2 separate regions of the Rattus norvegicus genome follow, and region 2 is linked to region 1. Evidence: chromatin contacts called from public Hi-C data. All regions are on one chromosome and are shown on one strand. Each heading gives the region's core, a stretch centred on a gene start, on an enhancer-like site or on the middle of the called end of the contact. The rest is flanking DNA. Distances are from core to core; before and after follow the strand shown.

Region 1 (5,643 bases), core at 1,878-4,377:
CCCAGGCACTCTGTGTCAGGGGAGAGAGTATCTCTCTGTGCTCTCCGTGAACAAACTCCAAACAGCAGAGATCTCCCTCACCCCCAAAGCCATGGCCCCGGAGCATGATTCAGTGATTGTAATGACTCACTATTGGTGACAGGTCTAGTTAGGATGCCCACGCCAGGTAGCATAACAGGAAAGATCTAGTACAGGAAACAAAAGGCTTTAGAAGAGCGAAGAGTGTTAAACAGACACAGGGGGAAAGATGAGCAAGAGTGGGAAACAGCCATCCTGGACCTGCAGGTACCAGGGCTAACATGGCCTGTCTGGAGCTGGAGGGGCTGTAGGGAGGTTGTGGAGCTGGAAGAGCAGCAGCACTGGCAGAGGCAAAGCAGGCTGTGAGAGGAGAGTGTGTGGAACGCACAGCTGGGCTGGACCAAGGAGGACTCAGCCACTCTCGAGGCGCTTCTCTGAAAGAGAAAATCGGAACGCTAGATTCTCTGTCCTCCTCCCATCCCCTGCCAACCTTTCCCCTAAAATCAATCCACAGTGGCGATGTAATTGGGTCCAGATTACTGCAACATCCAACTAAGCAAGAAAAGCACCAGAAATGGATCCAGGAGAAGCAGGCAAAAGACTTGTTCCTATGCCAGGGAAGGGCAGTTGGCAGTGCTTTACAGAACAGGCCGAGATCACAGAATATAGGTGTTTGCAAAGACTTCATGGTGTAGGTTGATCAGAATGGCTTTATGTGGCACGTGACTGTGTCTCTGCAAAAATGCTTATTGGTATTGCAGATTTGCAGGAAAGCAGCCAAAGGGGGCACTGCCATTTCATTAGTTCTTTATCCCTCTTTTCCTCGTCCTCCCTCAACCTCATGTCCTCATGCCAGGAATGGCATTGACTCTGCTCCTAGTGGGTCTAGCCTGCCATAGCATGTTCCTGAGTACTGGTATCCTGGTGAGTATCACCCCTGCTAGGTTACACAGGCCTGTTACCACAATTCCAGAATTGCAGAAAAAAAAAATCTGAAGGTTACACAGGCCTGTTACCACAATTCCAGAATTCCAATTAGATTTGTGCCTGATGTCCACCAAGCTTGGCTCTTTCCTTCCTTACCGTCCACTTCCAGAAACCTAGAAACAGTTACATGCAGCCTTCACCCTTGGAAAAAGGGCCGCTTCAGCCTGAGTGATGATAGACTTCTATGCCTTTGTAGCAGTCTGTAAAAATGACTGGGGGGGAAGGGGGAACTTGACTTAATGCCATGTTGTGCTACGTTTTTCTCTTGCTATCCCAAGAATCCGGTCATGGTTTTTGGTGACCTAACAGGCCTTTGTTATTCTCACAAGTTAGGAGGCAGTTTGATATTTATTTACTTTAAATCCCACTGGAGAGAGCGAACAGCTACCACCCCGAACACAATTTGCTATGGAGAGCGGTGTCATTTGTTGTCAGTCCACACGGGACTTCGTCGGCTGCAATTCATGTTGGAGATGAATAAGAAAAGATTTTCTTTTTCTGACTATTTTGCAAGATTCATAAAGCCATATTCGTAGGGAAAGTTTATTAACCCATAACTTATAGAAAACTCGAGAGGAAGGAGAGATGAGAGATGTTCTGTAGGTAAAGACATCAAGCATGTCATGGCTAGAATTGAATTCTGCATGTATTGTTCAGCGAGCTGTCTTCTGAGCATATAACAGGTATTACGATCATGATGACTGTTACCTAAACAAGTCATTATTTAATTTTATATTTAAAAGGAAAGGATGTGAAAGAGTAGAACATGGAATGGAAACATGCAGAATAATGACCGTGGGTGGGATTCTAACCCTCTTCTTCTCCTAGGCTGTACTACATCCACAAAAGGGCTTGTCTTGAGACTCTGGCTTCTGAGAGGTGGCTGCTGGGTTCTAGGGTTGGTGAGATGGAGGTGGGTGTATTGGGCAGCAATGGGAGTGATGGTGATGATGTGGTGGCACATGGCTACTTCATTGTCCATTATAAAAAGTAAAGATTTGTATGAAATGACTCTCTGCTTCATTACTTCATCCATTTACCCACTATTTATGGAGCTCATGTGCAGTCCTGTGCACAGTGATCTGCTTTGTAGATGCGACCATACGAAAAAGGCACACGTTCTCTAGAAATAGTCAGTGGAGTGCAAATAAGTAAGCTTGTGGCTCTGTGCAATGCAAGCGCTAGCTAAAGTGTGGGTTTTGCTAGTTTGGAAGGGTCGGCCTCTGAGTCAAGAATTTTGAGAGAGAGTTGTTGGTGTTGGGCTCCGGAATTATCTGGTGTATGGGGCAGAAACTGTTCTTACCCTCTGAGTGCATACAATGTATGACAGAAGACAAGACCTTCTGGGTCAGAGGACCTCAGTGACGGCAATGGTATGCAGCATTATGTTTGGAGAAGGCTGGGCAGTTTGGGACAAGTGGATCATAGACTATGAGCATGGAGCAGGGATATAGGAGCTGTGGCAAATGCGACTGAAAGGACCAGTAGTGGTTCCTAAGTCTTAGAAGTTCAATCTTTGCCTTTCCAGATCCTCCTCTTGTCTGTAGCGAAGGAGCAGACTGTAGAGAAATAGTGCTAAGTTTATTTGGTTTATAATGAAGCGGTGTATATCAGGTGTGGTGTATATTAATCGTCTTATAAATATCTCCTGTGGTAAGAACTGCAAACTCAGGTGCCCGCAAGGATGGGCCTCCTTGAGTGAAACCGATGAGAAGGACCATTGCAGTGGCCTCTGTAGGGAATGTTGGAGACTCTGAAGTAGGAAGTGTGTGTGTGTGTGTGTGTGTGTGTGTGTGTGTGTGTGTGTGTGTCTCAAGAGTTCACGGACATGAATCCTCTGAAGATCAGGCACTAAGTTAGATAAACAAACAAGCAAAAACTATGTGCAGTACCTATTGAGGAATTCTGGTCTCTTCTTCATAAGTAGTAGGTTTGTGGCTATGTGGAAAGCTACAAGTGGAAACTCAATCAATAAACAAAGAGGGGGGGAGCAGACCATTTCTTAGTAAATGACAAAATGTCTGCAGGAGTGTTGAAATTGGCCCTTGTGTCTTTTTATTTCCCCAGTCACCTTGTTTGTCTTTTGTGATTAAACATTGCTGATGCACGGTAAAAGCTCGAACCTTGTCCACAGTGATGCTGGCATGCTCTTTGCTTTTGGCTCGGCAGCACTGAGGTCTGGAATGCCGCTGTTGCAGCCACCGTAATTAAGCCCCTCATGTTCTGCTCTCAAGCCATATCCTTGCAGTGTGTCAACTGAGAAGTCTTCCGGCCTTAATGACAGTGTTGCCTGGCTTCCTCATTGAGGGTTGAGACTCCCCACCCACTGAAATATGCACATTTCAATCCAGAGTTGAGAATACCAGCAACTTAGTAGTTACTGTGGAATTGAGTGAATGTCATAAATATTTATTTATCTTTTTCATAGCTGGCATAAAAATGTTAGGATATAAAAAAAAAGTTGTTCAGTATAAAAACAACAGGAAATTCATTGGCTATACATCTCCTGAATGCGTGTGTCTCTTCGGGTTTTCATTAGCGTCTAGCAATATACTTTGAGAAATTAGATTTGAAGCAAAGCTCTGGCAGAATATGAAAGAGCCCAGCGCTGTAATTAACCCGTTTTTAAGCAAGGAACCAGGCACGCAGCAGCCTGCTGTTAACTGTGTAGTGACTCAAGCCAAGTTGAATGTGTTTCTCTTTTACAACTTTTAAAGGTTAAACTAGTCTCATGTTAATTGGGCTTGGAGAATGAAATTGTGGCAAATGTCACTTACACTGTTTCTACCCAGAGGTAGCCTGTGTTCCTCTTTTGAGCTATGGAGATAAAAATGTTTGGGGCTGGACCAGCATCAACACAAGTTTCAGGTTACTTGATTTTGACACGTTCTATTTCTCTCATCTGTAAAGGGCAAAGCCAATATCTGTTTATCTGCTATTTTATGGGATTTTTTTTTTTTTGGTGAGGGTATGGATTTTAAGAGATTTTTTTTTTTTTAGGCTTTTATTAGTGTATTTGATGGGCTAAAAGAAACCCATTTAACAAAACAGGATGCAATTCGGTAGTGATTCAAAGCAAGCATGCCAAGCATAACATACAGAATTACCAGCTAAATCCAGTCAAAATGTTGAAGGAGCTAGGATGTACGTGTGCTATGGCACTGGGACGAACACCCAGTGTGACCTTGCTCTAGATGATTTTGATCACAGCGTTCCTCATTGCTTTCCTTCTCCTTGATGCTCACTACCTCTCCCTCTTGTGATAAAACAGACCGCCCAAAGGTCACGTGATCCAACTCATGCTTTTAGGCAGTAAACATCCATACAAGGAATACAGGGAGTAGAGTGTCTTAGACCAGTTCATTGGCCGGTTGATGTTTCGATTGATTTGATTGGTTGATTGAGTAATTGCTTGGCTGGCTGATTGGTTGATCGATGTGACCCAGTTGGTGACCCATTAATAAATATATGAATATTTATTAGAGTGACTTACAGGATTATAGGTTGTCATTAGAACTGTTCCAACAATGGCTGTCCCCCAATGGAAAAGACCAATTCCATGAGACTAGTTGTCTCAGCTGCTATATGCTGACTATTACCAGAATCCTGATGAAATAGGCTTAAGACCACTGAAGGAATGAGCCTGCTAACCATCAAGAGTGAAAGGAAGCAAGCAAAGATGGAGGGCTTCCTTCTTACATATCCTTCACATAGGTCGCCAGCAGAGCTTGTAGACCTAAGGTGAGTCTACCCAATGCAAATTATTCAATCAAGAAAATTCCCTTAGAGCTGTACCCAGCAGCTGTGTTTCAGTGAATTCCAGATGTAGTCAGGTTGAAGCCAGGAACCAAGAATAGCCACCACCCTGATTGTTTGGATGGTCTGAGTGGTTAATTGCTTGATCTGATTGGTAGCATTTTTTACCTTCAAAGGTCTGGTAGAACCCAGGAGTGAGTCTTACGATTCTCTCTGGTTCTGGGCTTTTTTGTTTTTGTTTTTTGGAGGAAGTAGGCTGGGCTCTTTCAATTTCATTATTTCGTATAGGGTTCTAAAGTGTTTCTATATGCTTTTGGTTTAATTATGGAGGGTGATGGTATATCTAGAAATTTGTTTCCTCTATGATTTATTAGTTTTAGAGGTATTTCCTAATGATATTCTGAACTTCATTACCCCCTTCTTCATTTATAATCTTATTACTTTTGGTCTTGCCTCTCTGTGGTTAGTTTGGCTAAAGCCTTACCTTTTCAAAGAACGCATCGTGTATGAGTTCTTCCTTTTCATTTCAGTAACTTCTGCTCTGCTCTTCATTATTTCCATCTGCTAATTCCAGGTTTGCATGGTTTGTGTCATTTTATTTCCAGGATCTTAAATGCATCTTTAGAAGTCTCTCTTTGTTGTTTTGTTTTTATTTTGTTTTCATAGGAATTCCTCTTAGAATTGCTTTTCCTACATCCTAAAAGTTCTAGAAAATTGGATTTTCAGTTTTACCCGATTCTAAGAAGTTTTTAATTTCCCACCAAGTCTTTCAAGTTCCATCATCATGTGTTCGTGAAGGTTGTTGTTTCTCTTGCTGTTGCTTACGACTTTTATTCCATTTGGATTGATAAGATCTGGTAAATTATTTCAATTCTACGTTGT
Region 2 (5,643 bases), core at 2,358-4,857, 130 kb after region 1:
TGGCGGCAGCAAAGACCCCATCCAGGCAAGGGGAGGATTGAAAGCTAGACTCAGGGCATTACACAGGGAGCCTTGCTGTTCCTATTTCCCCGCAGCTGCCTGGGTAACAAGATCCAGATGCAATGATCTATGCAGTGTTTCTCTCCAAGGTGCTTAATCAAACCCATCTCGTTAATCCTCACAAAAATCTTCCAAGGAGGCGAGAAGGCAGCATTCATCTTTTTGTAGCATGAGAAAATGAGACATCAAAGGTGCTGACCCTGCACGTTTGGATTGACACAGTTAACTCCCTGCTTCCTGCAGACAGAGACACAGAATGCACTCCCCTGCAGGGCCGGTCTGTGTTCACATCTTCACCCTGACATCCTCCACACATGAACCCCCCCTTCACTCTATTTTTGACCCCTCTCTGTCACATCCAGGTTTACAGATGATTTTAGAAGTGAGGGGTGAGTAAATCCTGTTGAACAATTTAACCAGATTCAAAAGGATTGGGATCATTTGCGTAATTGGGCTAGCAGATGGTAAATGTAGTTCAAAGTACAAAAATGTAGAATAATTACAAGGGGAGAAAGTAACAAGAGCTTGTGGATGAGGAAAGCCATTTGGGAGAATAACTCATTGAAACCATCATATCAGTGTTGAAGGGAAGGACGAACAGCTCTGGGGAGCAGAGGAGAAAGTATACAGGGAGCAGCCCTTAGAGGAGTCCGGAGGAAAGCAGGAGAGAGGGTTTGTCTATTTGAGAAAGGAAATGGCCAGGATCAGGAAGATCTCTTAGAGGATGACAGAATAGGGAGCACCCCTGGAAGGCTGTTAGGGTTGGGGAGGGTCTGTGGGAGGAGGGTAGGTGGGGAGGTCTCTGAAAGGATGGACGTATGGGGTCTCTGGGAGGGTGGTGTGGTAAGGATAGGAGTATACCTGGAAGGGTGCTGGGATGGGGAGGTTCCATAGGAGGTGGGTTGAGTAGAGAAGGTACCTAAGAGGATTATGGGATGGGAGTAGGAAGGACCTCTGGTCACACACTGAGCATTTGAGCTGAAAAATGGTGAAGAAAGACCACAGGACTCAGACACAGTTGTCTACTGGAGCCTTTAGTAAGAAGACAGCCCTCTTGGCCCTTTATTTCTACTCAGCAGAAATGATTTCAGTCTTCTGGCATCACAGACCTTGAGAGAACACAGTAAGCAAAATGACTACAGATAGAAAGGGAATGTGACCTGTGCACAGAGATCTGGATCAAGTCCAAACCTCGGTCATATTTTCTGCATCTCTAACGTGGAATGCTCACACAGGACTGATAAAGGTTACTGAGATGCTGTAAAAGTGATGTTTGTAGCTTGTGCACCATGGATACATGAAACTGTTGTTCGACTTTCTTTTGAGCTTTTAACCAGGCTGCATATAGTCAGCACTCAGAACTTCAGACTCCCTAGTGGGACACATCGTGAGAACTGGATTAAGTGCTATGCAGGCACCTGGGAATGATGGGGTTGGACAGTCTGTTTGTAAGAGGTAGGGCCTTGGATACCAAACTGGGCCCTAAGGCTGCTTCTTGCTCAAAGGAAGGTTTAGTTGTTTGGAAAAGCATTGAGTAGAGCTCAGAAAAATGATGACTGTCAGAGAAAAGGATAATATTTTATCAGGAAAACTGAGTGTAAATGGGAAAGGTTGGATCCCAAAGTTTGGTTGAGGGGGAAGAATTGAAAAACATGGCTCTTGCTCTCATCCCCTCTTACCCCTCTGTCCTTTCCCTCCCTATTTCCCTCCTCCCCCATCTCTCCATGTATTCATGGTTGGCCTCTGTCTACTCCCCCCCCTCTCTCCCTCCCTTCCCCTCCCTCCCTCCCTCCCTCTCGCCTCTCTGCCTTTCTCTGTCTCTACTACCTCTTCAACTACCGTTCCCAGGCCCTAAATAAACTCATAGATATATGATATATCATGGCTGAGTGTATCCCTGGTCCCTAAAGCCACTTGAATATTGGCCCTACTATTTTGTGGCACATGGTCTTAGCCTTGCAGAGTCAGCATAGTTCCAAGGACCAGGGTGGCTTAGGAGACTGTCTACTGCTGGCTTCTCTGGAAACTGGAGGCAACTGGCTGAGATCGGATCAGTACCTTGGAGGGCAAGAGGCATTTGAAAGATGCTAATCTTACCTTAAGAACCAGCAGACCGAATGGCAGACACATTCCTTGATGGAATTTTGATGAAGAAGAAGTGGATACAGAAATCTTCACTCCATCCCAGGGTTTGAACCTGAAGAACAAAGCAAGTGCATATGGGGTGAGAATCTGAAAAGTGGGGGCTAAATGTGTGAGAGCTGTGACTAAGGTAGCTCCTGAGACCCTTTCTGAGAGAAAGAGGTGCTGCAGTGGCATCGAGAAGATCCTGATGAGAACTGCCCTTACATCTTTTTCCTCTTAACCAGATCTTTGAGATGACCTATTGTGGTCCTCTCAGAGACTTTCCTCTTAAATCTGAGCGTTTGCCTTCAAGACCCCACCTTTAGTGTTGTCAGCATCCACAGCTGAGCAGCTTATGTGATCTCTGATTGTACTTGGAGATTTTGAGCATCATTTAAGGAAAGGATGTGTAGAGGGAAGGGAGGATGTGGGAAGGAGAAGTAATTAAGCATAATAAGACGTTAGAGAGCAACTATTAATTTGGATATGAAATATAAAATTGCCTTTAAAGTAATAGAGGCTAATGCTGGGCAGTTGTACTGTCTAGCACGGGGAGGGGTGTGCTGTTAATAACACGCTGGGAAAGATCATGCATATAGAAGCTCCCGGGTTTTTGTGGTGTTAATGATGTTGGTTTCACTTCACTGCTGATTTAAGATACACATTTCATAAGTGGCACATTAGAGCAAGTCAGTCACTCGCAACCTCTGAACAGTCATTTTTTATCTTAAGGTTAATATTTAATCAGGAGATATTTACAGCTCTTATTTTAATGCCTTGAGATAGCAGTTCAACAGAATTATCAGGAATGTTCTTCGTGGGGCTTGTGAGTATGCAGAGCTCACCTCCTGATATCTGTAGGCATGGGAGACAGTCGAGGACTTTTAAAGATGTTTTGATTTGTTTAACATAATAATGAAAGATCTGGATGTTAACCGTCACGGAAACACATGTGCTGCTTGGGTTTCACAGACGAGTCTTCTGGATACTAAAGTACCTTACATAAAACAGCCCAGTATGTACACACAACCTACATATCACTTCTGGTGGGCTTTCCATGAGCTCGTTATACCCAACACAATGCAGCTACTCTGCCATTGGCCACTCTTCTGTGTTTTTAATGCATGGTTGAGAGGGTAATGGCAAGAAACAAGTCTCCACCTCTTCATGACAGTCACCACGCCTTTTTTGCCAAGTATTTGCAGCCCTCTGAATGGGTAGGCATGGAACCTATGGATACACAAGGCTGCGTGTCCAGCACAGAGTTAGCAGGATTTCTATCCTACTCTACTTTCTAATGCTTGAGAAACACCACACCAAGGGCACCTGGAGAAGGGAAGGCTTACTTCTCCCCATCACAGTCCATCATGAAGGGCAGTCAGGGCAGCAAGCTGAGCAAGAGCAGAGGCAGGAAGCATGGATAAGAGCTGCTTATTGGCGTACTCCCAGAGGCTTGTTCAACCCGTGCTACCTGCCCAGTGGTGGCACCCATAGTGGGCTGGGTCCTTATTCATCAATCATTAACCAAGAAAATGCCCCACAGGCTATCCGATGGGGCAATCCCTCAATTATGGTTTCTCTTCTGCAGATGACCCTAGTCTGTATTGTGTTGACAAAAATCTAACCAGGTATAGTAGTCCCTAGGTTTGACTCAACCTTCTAGGTCTCAGAAGTTATCAGGATGAGGGTCAGATTGTGTATGCTAGTGTTTGGAAAAAGCAACAACTTGTCATCTGACTGTGGAAAGAAAGGCATTTAGTCATTGGTTTGTCTATTTAACTTGTCCATTCATTAAGTATCTTTTGGCCATTTACCTATACGTATTTTGAGTGTTAAGAATCAACAGTCTTTAAAAACAACCAGTTTTTTTTTTCCATTCTATATTGTGGACAAATAAGTATTATATTCCAGAAAAATATGCATTTCTACATTTAGCCATCAAGGACTTGGAAAAATACTTACGAGTGGAAAAAAAATCATGTACGTGTGTAGAGAAGTTTATTGCTAGAGCAAAATACTCTGAATATTAAACATGCATACCTCTGATTTTGCAGATTAAGCCTCTATTTTATTTTCACTCTTGCATCTATATTTTCAAGTTTTCTATAATAAACATCATTAGCTTAACAAAAAAAGTAAATAAAGTGATATTTAGTTACGTAGTTGATCAGCATGGGTGACTGGAATATTTTTAGATGGTTACCCATGGTACATAGTATGTAGCAAAGCAAACTTTGTGGGAAAAGATTGTCCATTTGAGTTCTTGCTCTATCAGTTTGAATTTCCCCCACTTCTAAAAGCCAGAATGTCTACTGCCCTGTGTGGTATATGCTCATGTCTGGCAAGATCAGTGATTTCTGATGTGATTAAAGGTTCTCATGCAAGCGAAGGATTATTTTAAAAAAATAGATGCTTTGGGTAATTGATTATCTTGTGTGCGTTGCCCTAATGATGCTGTCTGCAGGATGAAATGTCTCTCCTCCATTTTCCAAAGCAGCAGTCTGTAACCCCCGGTGACACTGGGTTTTCCTTACTAGCTTTAATTACTCAGTACAGAAACTCCTGTGCCGAGCTTCGATGGGCTTCACCCACACTGTGAATGCCCACTGATGAGCTAGCCCATCATCGAGTGCTGGGGTAGCCATGGAATTTGGAAACCATTAGAAAGCTAGGCAATTTCATTATTCATTCACTTGAAATAATCCCGAGACTGCTTTCAGTGACATGGTTCCTTCGGCAAATAAAGATAAGCCAAATCCCTGGGCTCTCAAAGAAGGGGCAGATTCTCTAAATTAATTCCAGGCTCAAATAATTCAGCAGTATTTGTAATATTCTGTGCATAAATTGCCAATTTGCTAGCGAGATCGGGAGATGATAAAGGCTTGTGCTCCCCTCCCCCATCCTCATCTTAACAAGTGCTGAGGCAGCTATAGAATAAAAGAAATGTTTTATTCTTAATAAATGTCCTATCAGGTAATGCGCTGATTAAAGGTGTCCAAACATGGCACCCCTCCCCCTTCAAAGCAATTAGTTTTCATCAGAAAGACTACACTATTCGGAGAGCAGAGGATGCCTGCAATCAAGCTTTTCCACACAGGAAAGTTTATGTTAATAATAAATGTACTTGCAATGTGAAGTATTATGTTAATAATACATGTACTCACAATATGAACAAGTTGGGAATGAGGGTGATAATACCACAGGTGTCCTTTATTCATTGCAAAGAATGGTTTAATTGTTTTGTTTGTGGGCTGTGAAAGACTGTTGGCTCTTTCCTGATGATAACAGACCCTAGGGACTCCCTAAATCTACTCCTCGTTTCTTGAGTCTCTTTCTTCTTTCCCACTCCTACTGCCTTTTGGGCAGCCTGATCCTGGCTGGGGATTCTTTGAGAAGGCTGGTTTAATAAAGCCACTCCTCTTCCTGTGCAGTGCTATTGAAGCTGGTCTACAGCATGTG

Evidence for each region. A called contact is a pair of places that touch in the nucleus more often than the background predicts.
Region 2: a Hi-C map of liver shows a contact between it and region 1, with 2.4 times the contacts expected there. The contact joins two enhancer-like sites. A contact is called at or near these places in 2 of 12 Hi-C or Micro-C datasets (Schwann cells and liver) and 1 of 1 datasets of contacts at active chromatin or transcription factors (oligodendrocytes).

What each region holds. Positions count from the first base shown.
Region 1 is chr5:124,383,079-124,388,721 of GRCr8, forward strand. The region is part of intron 1 of Dab1 (DAB adaptor protein 1); the gene reads left to right. Among named protein-coding and RNA genes, the nearest start is that of Prpmp5l1, 16 kb to the left of the region's middle. Within about 2 kb of position 3,128, at least 2 of the 93 cell types and tissues checked have an H3K27ac peak or open chromatin away from gene starts, as enhancers often do. A contact at or near this core is called in liver, where this site is marked.
Region 2 is chr5:124,513,999-124,519,641 of GRCr8, forward strand. All of the region lies in intron 2 of Dab1 (DAB adaptor protein 1), which reads left to right. Among named protein-coding and RNA genes, the nearest start is that of Prpmp5l1, 150 kb to the left of the region's middle. Within about 2 kb of position 3,608, at least 4 of the 93 cell types and tissues checked have an H3K27ac peak or open chromatin away from gene starts, as enhancers often do. A contact at or near this core is called in liver, where this site is marked.